Linked DNA regions of Gossypium hirsutum: region 2 is linked to region 1. A link is a contact called in public Hi-C data. All regions are on one chromosome and are shown on one strand. The core of a region is the stretch at or near the end of the contact, and the rest is flanking DNA. Distances in the headings are between cores, read along the strand shown. Region 1 has its middle 9.0 kb from the start of LOC121206694. Region 2 holds the start of LOC107888835 (protein ESSENTIAL FOR POTEXVIRUS ACCUMULATION 1).

Region 1 (4,942 bases), core at 259-2,758:
AAATTGAATAACTAGGTGACCAATATATAGCTTTTCATAATTGGGTAACCAAAAAAGAAATTTACTAATAGTTAAGTAATTATTTTTTACTTTTCATAATTAAATGATAAAAAAAATTACTAATAATTGAGTGTCGACTAATATAATTTACCCTTATTATTATTGGGATTGAGTTAGTTATACTTCTAATTGGTCAACGTCATATTGGATAACCATGCCCGTAAATACTCACTTTTAAGAGAGAACAAATCAGTATGAAGATGAACTTCCAAACTCATGAACATGTTAGTGAAACAGATCAATATGACGGATATTAGTTTGCCATTCTAACATCTTTTACCAACTTCATACAAATAAATAAATTATAACATTTTTCACATTTATCTATCTCAACTTTAAATTTATTACCATTTTTAGTACAGCTATTATTTTCGGTTAAAAAAGATCTTTAAACCCATCAAATTGTTCCACATCACATTTTAATTTATTTTTAAATTTTAACTTTTTCTTTTTATTTATTTCTTTTTTATTTCATTGAAGTTTGTCTTTTTAGTTTCTGGGTTTTGAAGACCCGTTTCTTGCTTCATCAAATAAACCCTGATAAAGCAATTATAAACTTGTTTGCCTTATATGAAGATAAGATCAGCATTGCTGCCACTGAAAGATCAATGAATTCTTCAGTTTGAAATTGAAGTTGTTGTAACAAAATTGGTATAATCCCAGATTTTACGATCCGAAATTTGTTTTTGAGAAAAAAGAAAATTAAAGAAGTGAGAAATTCCTTTGGATTCTACAAGACACAAACCTTTTACGGCCAAATGCAAGGCCAAGAAGGGCAAACAAAGAAGCTTCAACCGCTTCAAAATCTTATGATTGAACTTTGAAGCATTGAACTCTATGGTTTTCCACCACCAAATCCTCCACTGACAAAAGAGAAGAAAAAATTTAGAAATTTAACTGATTATTCCGTGGTGTTCTTTGATTTTGCTCTTTGATGATATGGCGTTTTGCGTTGGCAATTTCTGTTTGGTCCTTTGATTTTGATCTTAGCTGATATATTGTTTAACTGAATATTAATTTTGTACGTGTACAAGTGCCTAAACTTGGTGTCTTCGGAAGCTTTTGTTCTAATTAATTATCATTTTTTAAAGGAAAAGATTAAATAAATAAACTTATGTTAATCAAACGAATCATGTTTTACTTGAAGTATCGCAATAACTGATTAAAAGGATAAGTTATATCTGTAAGAAAAATGGTATAAACAAAAAAATTATACTCACAATCTACTTGGTTTTAGTTCGAAAACTAACTTAAGTTGTGGAATCAAGCTCGAGTAGCTTGAGGCATGAGATTAATGCTTCATTTGAGTTGTTCCTGAGTTTAATGAAGTATATTCATTTTTAATATATATTTAATGTTAATTGCTAATTCAGCTCACACTACTTAATAATCTAGAGCTCAAAGTTAGAAGTGCGTGCATCGTATATATGCCTGCAAAATCCAACCGTGTTGACTTTTTAAAGTGAATAATACATGTAACATATTGACTTCACATTGGCCCACCACCCTTTGGGGGCTGTTTCGAGGAATGCTCTTAATGGAGAAATTTAGAATGATGAGATTAATGGTTTTGGCGTGGGTCAGTACCCTCTCATGGCAAGGCAAGGCAAGGCGTAACAACTGGGCTCAAACGAAAAGAAAGGAAGACCTTTACCACCAAAAAAATAAACTAGTTTAAATTGGATTACGTGATTAGCCTGGAAATCACAAACCTATACCAAAGCTTACAGAATTATAAGCTCCAAGATGGCCTCACTTGTTTGTTTCTCTACCCTTGTTCTTTCTTATGTTTATCTCATTCGCAAGAGTTAAAGCTTGATTCAAATCTTCTACAAGGTCCAATTCCTTGTACAATTGGATATCCAAAGAATTTATTTGAATTGAATCTAAGTAAAAATAAGCACAATGATTTGATCCCTTCATCACTATCTAATTTATTTGCATTCAACTATTTGTACCTTGAGTCAAATAATTTCCTCGTGAAATTGGAAACATAAAGTTTTTTATTGTGTTGGATCTGCATCCCATTCCAATTTCCTAGACTAATACTTTTTCACTCGACTCATTTTGGGGCAATAAGCATTTATGTGGAATTGTCCCTGGCTTCTCTCCTTGCCCTCCCATTGCAAATACAAAAACAGGCAGTGAAGTGATACACAAGGAGAAACCCACAAAAATCGTCCTTCCAATTGTCTGCTTTTAGCCTTTTTGACTTCAGGATTTTTACTCTGCCTTTGATGAAGATCAAAAAATAACATTCTTAATCCACAGTCTGGATCTGAAACAATCATTGAAGCGATAAAAGGCTTTGATATCCAATATTGCACTGGCATCAGCGGTTATGATAATGTTTATAGAGCACAATTATCAAGCGGAAAGATTGTTGCTTAAAGAAGCTTCATGGTAAAGAAGCAGAGGTCCCAGCTTTTGACCGGAGTTTCAAGAATGAGGAAAAAATGTTTTCAGAAGCACTGCACAAGAACATTGTGAAGCTTCATGGATTTTGTCTCCGTAATCGTTGAATGTTTTAGATTTACCAATACACGGCTCAAGGGAGCTGAACGTTGTGCTGCTTGCGCAAAAAACAATGAAAATTTTTAACAATTTGAAGGTTTTTAACAGTGTCGAGTTATATAATATAGAAAATTTTCTAATGAAATACGAAAATCCGAAGATCAAAGCCAAGATTGTGAATTGGTAAATGTATTGGTCAAATTAATAGAGAATTAAGCAATTACTAATCTAATTGATTCAAGAATTATTAGTGCAACAAAATAAAAGGGATATTTGAGATAATTCTAAATTAACAAATTAAACAAACTAATCTAATTTTCTTCTTGTTGTTTTGAAAGATGCAAATGATAGGACGATGGTCAATTGATTAGTCAATTGCTAACTAAGCTAATAACCTATCTCAATTAAATCGCTCGTTACCCTTAACTAGAAATTCCTTTTGGTCTCATCCTAATTCGAATTACTAGCTAAGCTCTCCTTTCGGTCTCTCTTAGACAAATAGTTCTCCTCCTGGTCTCACTACCAGATACAATTATATGAAAGTATGCAGTAATAAACTCTCCTCTTAGTCTCGTTTACTAAAATTTTCCACTAGATGCATCAATTCTAGTGTATTAATTATTTCAATATAAAATAAGAAATAATTAGTCAAAGATATTCATTAACCCATTCTAACAACCTATTAATTAATTGACCAACAAACAACATTAGCATACATGATCAAACTCAATAATCAAACGAACATATCAAACACATGGCGTGCACAAATATAAAAGGAAAAATTTAAGAAGTGTTCATTACAATATGTCGACCACATGAAGTCCACAAGCTTGATCATCCCCATCTTCAAAGTTCTCGACGAAGGAGAAAAAAAATTACAACAAAACTCTATTCTAAAGAAAATAAAAGAAAAAATCTACAACAAAAATCTATTCTAACGAAAATAAAAGAAAAAAAAAACCTAATCTAAAGAAAAAATGACAAGTGAAAAAAATGTTCTACCCCAAAATTCTACTCTCCCCAAAAGACACATGAAATTATATTTATAGTCTTTTCTATTTTAAGATATTAAAGACAAAAATGTTCTCACTTAAATTTTGACTTAAAAACTTGTTGGATTAAAGAATGCCATTTATAAAATTTTCCTTGTTAGAGTCAGTGTCACGACACCCGCATACTGGTGTCACAACATCAGCAACAGTCTACTCCAAGGGCCCCTTTTTGGTCTTCAGTGTCCCGAAACCATCCCATTGTGTTGAATCTGGTACCCTAAGTGTAGTATATTCGTTTGTATACTTGTAATTTTTTTGAACATATTGGTTTAATAAAATTATTCATGAATTACATTAATACCCTTTGTATATTGCCCTCAATGATTTTTGCATGCAAAGCAAAATGAAAGAAAATATTAGCTCACTAGTTATCTAATGTTTAACTACTAAGCGGTGTTACATGGTTGGATTGTAATATAGAAAGATAACTTAAATTAGTAAATGAACCTAAACATGTCTTTAGTCTAATCGGAAATGAGAAAACCGATAGATAGACTAATAAGTCATCTATCATGTCCAATTGGGGAGATACTTTGTCTTGGGCATCGGAGCAGATGACTCCTAAAAGATAAAGACATAGATGTGACTGACTAGACTAATAAGACGCAATTAGAATAAATCGTAAATTTGTTTATAGATTTATTTACTTGTAACATTCATAGTGTGACATACCTTAATCCTGAGTGTATGATGGACTATGTATGTGACCACTTCCAAACGTGTGAACATTTTGAGTAACAATCGTGCAAATAAAATATCTATAATGAAATGCGGTATCTACAAGCAAACAGGGCAAATAGTAATATAGTTTGGTGTCATAACAGAACATTAGTAAGTATTCTGAAGATTGTACCCAAATGATTGCATACAGGAGATATTTTTTATTAAATTAATTACAAAAAAAATAATTACTAATCTAATTGAGTCACGAATTAGTATTGTGAATCCAAATTAAAATATTTATTAAACTAATTAAATTATTTAACCTAATTTAACCTAATGGAATTTCCTATTCCTAATGTTAATGATGCGAGCTCTCGACCTATGATTGATTAACAGATAGAAGATCAACTTTTTCAGACCCTGGTTTGGCAAGCCGGTTCTATTCGAGAGGCTACACCGATGAAGGCCGCCTAGGTTGCGAGACTTAGATTGATTAGGTTGGTCACTTCGTGGCGAAGTACTTCCTAGAACTTAGCCAATGTTGGGAGTACCATTTCGCAAAATGGTGAGTTCTTGATTGTGATGAGAACCTTATTAGGCGAACATTCTCGCCAATAAGACCGCCATCCATATTTTTGTGTCTCTACTAATGA
Region 2 (5,388 bases), core at 1,081-3,580, 100 kb before region 1:
ACAGTTTCTTTCTGAGTTAGTGGTGATAAATGATCCATCTCATCAGGTACAGTGAGAAAATTTGGAGCAGTCTTTTGCTTGCGGTAAATATCAAGCAGTTTTCCTCTAGGGTAGCAATATGTGTTAAATGATTTGTTTTTGTCCAGAGGACGAGATCCAATGACAGAAGCAGATTTTGGCCTCCCAATTTGTAGGCTTACATTAGCATTTGATCTACCTCGTCCTGCTGCAAACCGCACAGTTGATCCCTCCACTCGTCCCCTCTCTAAACCAAAACCTGGAGCACTGTGATGAGAAGCAGCCCCACCTGCATGAATTTCCAAACGATGTCGTGGTCTCCACTTATCATGAGAATCATTCTCACGGTCAGAAGCTATGCGTCCCCCACTTACAAAAGCTTGTTTGTCAGTAAGGGCTTCTTCCTTCTCAGCTTCTGTCCTCTTCTCAGTTCGAGAATCCTTTTCTTTGTCTTCGGGACCCCATCTTGAAGACCACTTGTTGTCTCTTCGAGATTCATGTCCTGAACTACGACTATTAATATCATTCCATCTCTCTGAAGAAGTAAGCTTGTTTTCAGAAACATCCCTCATCGATGAAATATCTGCCCGACGGTCTTCTTTTCTGCGATCCCTTCGGCCAAGTAAGCTTGTTTCTCTCTCCTCTTCACGCCAACGGCGACTGCTTTCAAGATCAACTGCAGTCTTCCTCCGGTCTTTCTTGTCTTGAGACCCATCCAGACGCCAACTATCTTTCAGATTGGAATCACCAGAGGTTCTATGGGACAACGAATTTGTGGCTCTTATATCCTGTCAGAGTAGTAAATTATACCACAGAAAGGATAGAAACCAAAATGAGAATTTGTCATAAGGTAAAAGTCAAATATAAATTTGTGATCAGCATTCAGTGATAGATGCTAGTCTAACTAAGTTTTACGTGATCAGATATACTTTTTACCCAAACTTTTGCTACATAAAGCTAAATAAAACTAGAGATCAACACATTAAACCCTCATATGGAAATGAACTAAGTACCATATTAACAAAAGAAAATAGAGTTCCATACCCCAGATGTTCCAGTAGCTAACACCTTAGAATCAGATGGTTTAGAGTAAAGCCACTGTGGAGACAAAGGTATATTGCTCTCTGAAATTGCTTGATCTGCTAGGGAAAAAAAGGGTAAGATTTTACAATAAAAGAGAACTTAGGCTTTTAAAATGCAAAAACATCAACATACGACAAATAGCATTACCTTTGGTGCCCTCAAGTAACCCCACGTGTCCTTTGTCCTCCAAGTTCCCATCCCACGCTTCACCTAAAACTAACAATATCTGAGATCATTAATACATAGGCTAATTTGGCAGAAATCATAACCTCAGCCTGTCTCTATGGAGTCCTAAAGTATCAAATTATTTGAGAACGAACTGCCAATTTTCCTAATTGAAATAGGTGATCCTTTCATTGAATTCAATCTGTCGAAATAATAAGAAGAAGACATACTACAGTACCATATCAACTTCAACGTTGCAGTTTATATTTTGCAATAATTAAGATAAGCAACTAAAGTAATCTTTTCTTCTTTCATAAAAGTAATATCCATTGTCTGGTGCATCTAAATCGAAGGTTTAAGCTTAATATAATTTCACATAGAAACAATTGTGCACTTCCTTTTTTTTTCTAATTATAATCTCTTATAACAACACAGCAAAAAGAAATAGAAGGTTTCAACAAAATCGAACGAGATCTTAGGGGCAAAAATAAATAAACCATGAACGAAATCTGAAAAATCTAGATTTAATAAATTAAACCAAACTAGTAAATTTCAAAAAATGAAATATTCCGGAAGAAAAAAGAATAGAATAATAGGGGAAAACGAAGAGATTGAATTGAAATGGAAAGCAATACAATCAGCATGCAATAAGATAAAATTAGAGGAAACAATGAGACAAATATTTGATCGTAAAAAGGAAAGGGAAAAGAGAATGTAGAATACCTTTGAGAGAGGAGTGGTCGAAGCTGGTTTTGGAGGAGAGGAGATCATCAGGTAGATCTAATTTTCCGTCAGCCATCGAGAGAATATAAAAAGCAGAGATCGCGGCGGAGATACGGCGGCGTTTAAGATTCTGAAAAAAAGGTAAAGGCAGAGGGAGAGAGAGATCAAATGGGTCGATGAGAGAAAAGGGTCTGAAGAGAGGAACGATTTTGCACAGAGAGCGTGAGAGAGGAATCGCTAGGTTAACAATAGCTATTTTCTCTTAGTTATTTTTTAGCTTTGACAGAGATAGAGAAGGACCTTCAAAATTAAATAAAATACTATATAAATATCTCTTAGATAGTATACTGCCGTTTGTGGGTTTTGCTTATAATAAAGGGAGGGTTAATTCCTAAATAGCCCCTTAATTTTGCTATTTAATTTTTGTAAATTTTTGTGTTTTTAAGTTCTTAATATTTTAATTTGCACACTAATGTGCTCTTACTTTTTATCTTTATGTAAATTAATCCATAATATTTAATTTACAATAGTTTTTTTACGGGAGAAATTGTTTTTTAAATAATTATCAAAAAATTAAATTCATCTTTAGAATTACTTTCGCTTAATTCCTTTGGATGTAAATTTTGATTTATTTTTTCTCCAAGTCATTTGCTTTTTCTATTTTGTTTTGTCCAAGCATGGTAAGTGTCAACTTCCAAGTTGGCTACCTCCTTTCTTTCTCTCCCACCAATTTTTATTTATTCTCCCCATTCACTCCATATATCTTTTCTATTTTCAGTTTGTAGATCTAGCTTGTGGGTATATTTATTATCTTTACAAGTTATTATGGATAGATTACGGTGTTTGTCGTCGTTGAAACTCCATTGGCCTCAAACAGTTTATCTTGGAAAGTGGGTGCCTCTTTTTATCAGCTTTTTAATTTGTTTTTATTTTACAAGTCAATTTGGACTTTTGTTGTCTTTAAGTTTTATATGTTTGTTTTCCATTGTTTAATAAGTCTTTTACTTTTAGAAGTTTTTGCCTTGTAACACCCCTTACCCATATCCAAGGCCAAAACAGGGTACGAGGCATTACCAGACTTAACCATACACATAGACAAAAATCGGGCCATAAAATTTCATTTAATTCAAAACTTTTCGAACACATGCATAGACTCATAATTAAAGACATATAATGTGGCATAAATGAGTACTTACACATCCATAATCATGCAATAACATGTCATTCACTTTAAACATATTTGCTTACCATCCTGTATATAATATACATTCTTACACTAACTAGAACTGGACATGTTAAATCTTATTCTCATCTTATACCATCATAATGTAGTTACCAATTTGTCCATTAAACATCCATATTCAAGGTAATATTACTCATGTCCATTTAATTCATGATCGACTGGCCTGTATTTAACTTACCTGATGTATTACCAATCATGCATAATAAACAAAGCTAACTATATCATCACATCAAAACATAGGACATGGCATGATTAATTAAACTTACAAACCATAATGGATAAAGACCACATCTCATGATCATATACGATGACTCAATGCAGACCGATACGTATGGTCAAAGTCATAATAATAATACATATCACAAACCAACTTCCTATACATGCCACTCACTTGATATTTCTAATATTTGAATTAATTCTCCCAAAAATGATAGCTTGATAGTGTGATTTTGCCTCCGACAATCTCCAACCCCGAGCCGACCAGCCAAAACTGAAGAAGTAGAGAGGAGGGGTAAGCTTTACGCTTAGTAAGTCCATATGAAGTTAATAAGCAATTACCCACATGTTTTTTTTTAGGTAAAACATCATAATCGTACAATTTACTCTTGTTCAGGTTAAGTTGTTTTACCAAATTACAGTTACTAATTCATTTATATCTGGAGCTACGAGACTCCAAATTAAGTTTCGTTAATTTTCCTTGAAACTAGACTCGTATACCTTTCTCCCATAAAATTTCCAGAATTTTTGGTTTAGCCAATTAGTACAGTTTATTCATTAAAGTTTCCCCTGTTTTGCTGTCCAATAGTTCTGACCTCTCTTCACTAAAAATTATTTTTCTCATAGTACAGAATTCTGATAATGCTCTCATCTATCTTTCTAGAGAACAGACTCATTAAGGATTTTAAAAATATAAATTACAACCCATAATTATTTTTATACAATTTTTAATGATTTTCTCAAATTGGAACAGGGGATCACAAAGTCATTCAGACTCTGTCTCACAACAATTTAAATATCTCATAATACCGTTGCACATACCGTTTGCATATATCGTTTCTTCTATGTGAAACTAGACTAATTGGGCTTTAAACTCATATTTTATTCAGCTCCTAATTCAATTTCCACAATTTATGGTGAATTTTCAAATTTGCACCACTGTAGTAACCCAAAACTGCCAAGGCTAAATTTACTCATTCATTACTATTATTCACCAAATCCATACAATATCATTTCATTCATAATGGTAAGAACACATAATTATGCTTCATAAGCATAAATCCATAATCTCAATGTCATCAAGTATCAAGGACTTATTCCAAATCATGTCATTTTCATAATATTCACCAAATACTATGTACATTATAGATCATCACATGTCAAGGCATCACACATAAGTTTAGTGTACATACCTGTACAACTTGTAACATAACTCAAAGACATACTCACTAATGGCTTATCTCATTGGGATCATCAACGAATACTTCACCAAATTACCCATTGAACACTTGGAATATAATCGAATACATGGAATGCATGCACATAAGTGCCATGCCCACAGCTAGACAAACTCAATAGCCTGCGGAATATATGTGTAGCCAAGCTACCATGTAACCCACCCATAAGTGAACTCGGACTCAACTCAACGAGCTCGGGCGTTCGCATTTATAAGTGAACTCGGACTCAACAAGTTCAAATACCTAGTTACATCTCACGAACTCGGACTCAACTCAACGAGTTCGGAACTCAAATATCCTTGTGACATGTCACTTGTATCCTAATCTATTCCTAAGGTTCAAATGGGATTTTCGTCGATCACACATCTTTGTCTTCTTCCACGGAATGTTAGAACCGATATTTGGTAGCATTTCATATTTATCAAGTAATTCACATAATTTTGCATATTACTCAACAATAACCACAAAGCATAATATTTCATAATAATAATTATCATATCATATAAATAACATTAAATTACTTAAAATGACAATTATGTTACCAACATTTACACATGAACTTACATCTCATTTAATATCAAGGAAATAACATTAAGTTACACATTGCATTATTAAAAATCATATGAACTTACCTCGTATGCAAAAATGGCCATTTTTACCATTTTGTCCACAACCTGATATTTTCCGATTTTAGCCCGAATT

What was found. A called contact is a pair of places that touch in the nucleus more often than the background predicts.
Region 2: a contact with region 1 is called in a Hi-C map of leaf, with 2.4 times the contacts expected there. The contact joins the promoter of LOC107888835 here to the enhancer-like site in region 1. A contact is called at or near these places in 6 of 34 Hi-C or Micro-C datasets (callus, hypocotyl and leaf).

Annotation. Positions count from the first base shown.
Region 1 is chrA09:31,373,822-31,378,763 of Gossypium_hirsutum_v2.1, reverse strand. No RefSeq gene overlaps it. Among protein-coding and RNA genes, the nearest start is that of LOC121206694, 9.0 kb to the left of the region's middle. Within about 2 kb of position 1,508, at least 3 of the 9 cell types and tissues checked have an H3K27ac peak or open chromatin away from gene starts, as enhancers often do. A contact at or near this core is called in leaf, where this site is marked.
Region 2 is chrA09:31,476,498-31,481,885 of Gossypium_hirsutum_v2.1, reverse strand. It overlaps LOC107888835 (protein ESSENTIAL FOR POTEXVIRUS ACCUMULATION 1), which reads right to left and starts at 2,330. Exons shown (of 11, transcript XM_041077767.1): 1 at 1,990-2,330; 2 at 1,249-1,317; 3 at 1,063-1,157; 4 at 1-806. The coding sequence starts at 2,065.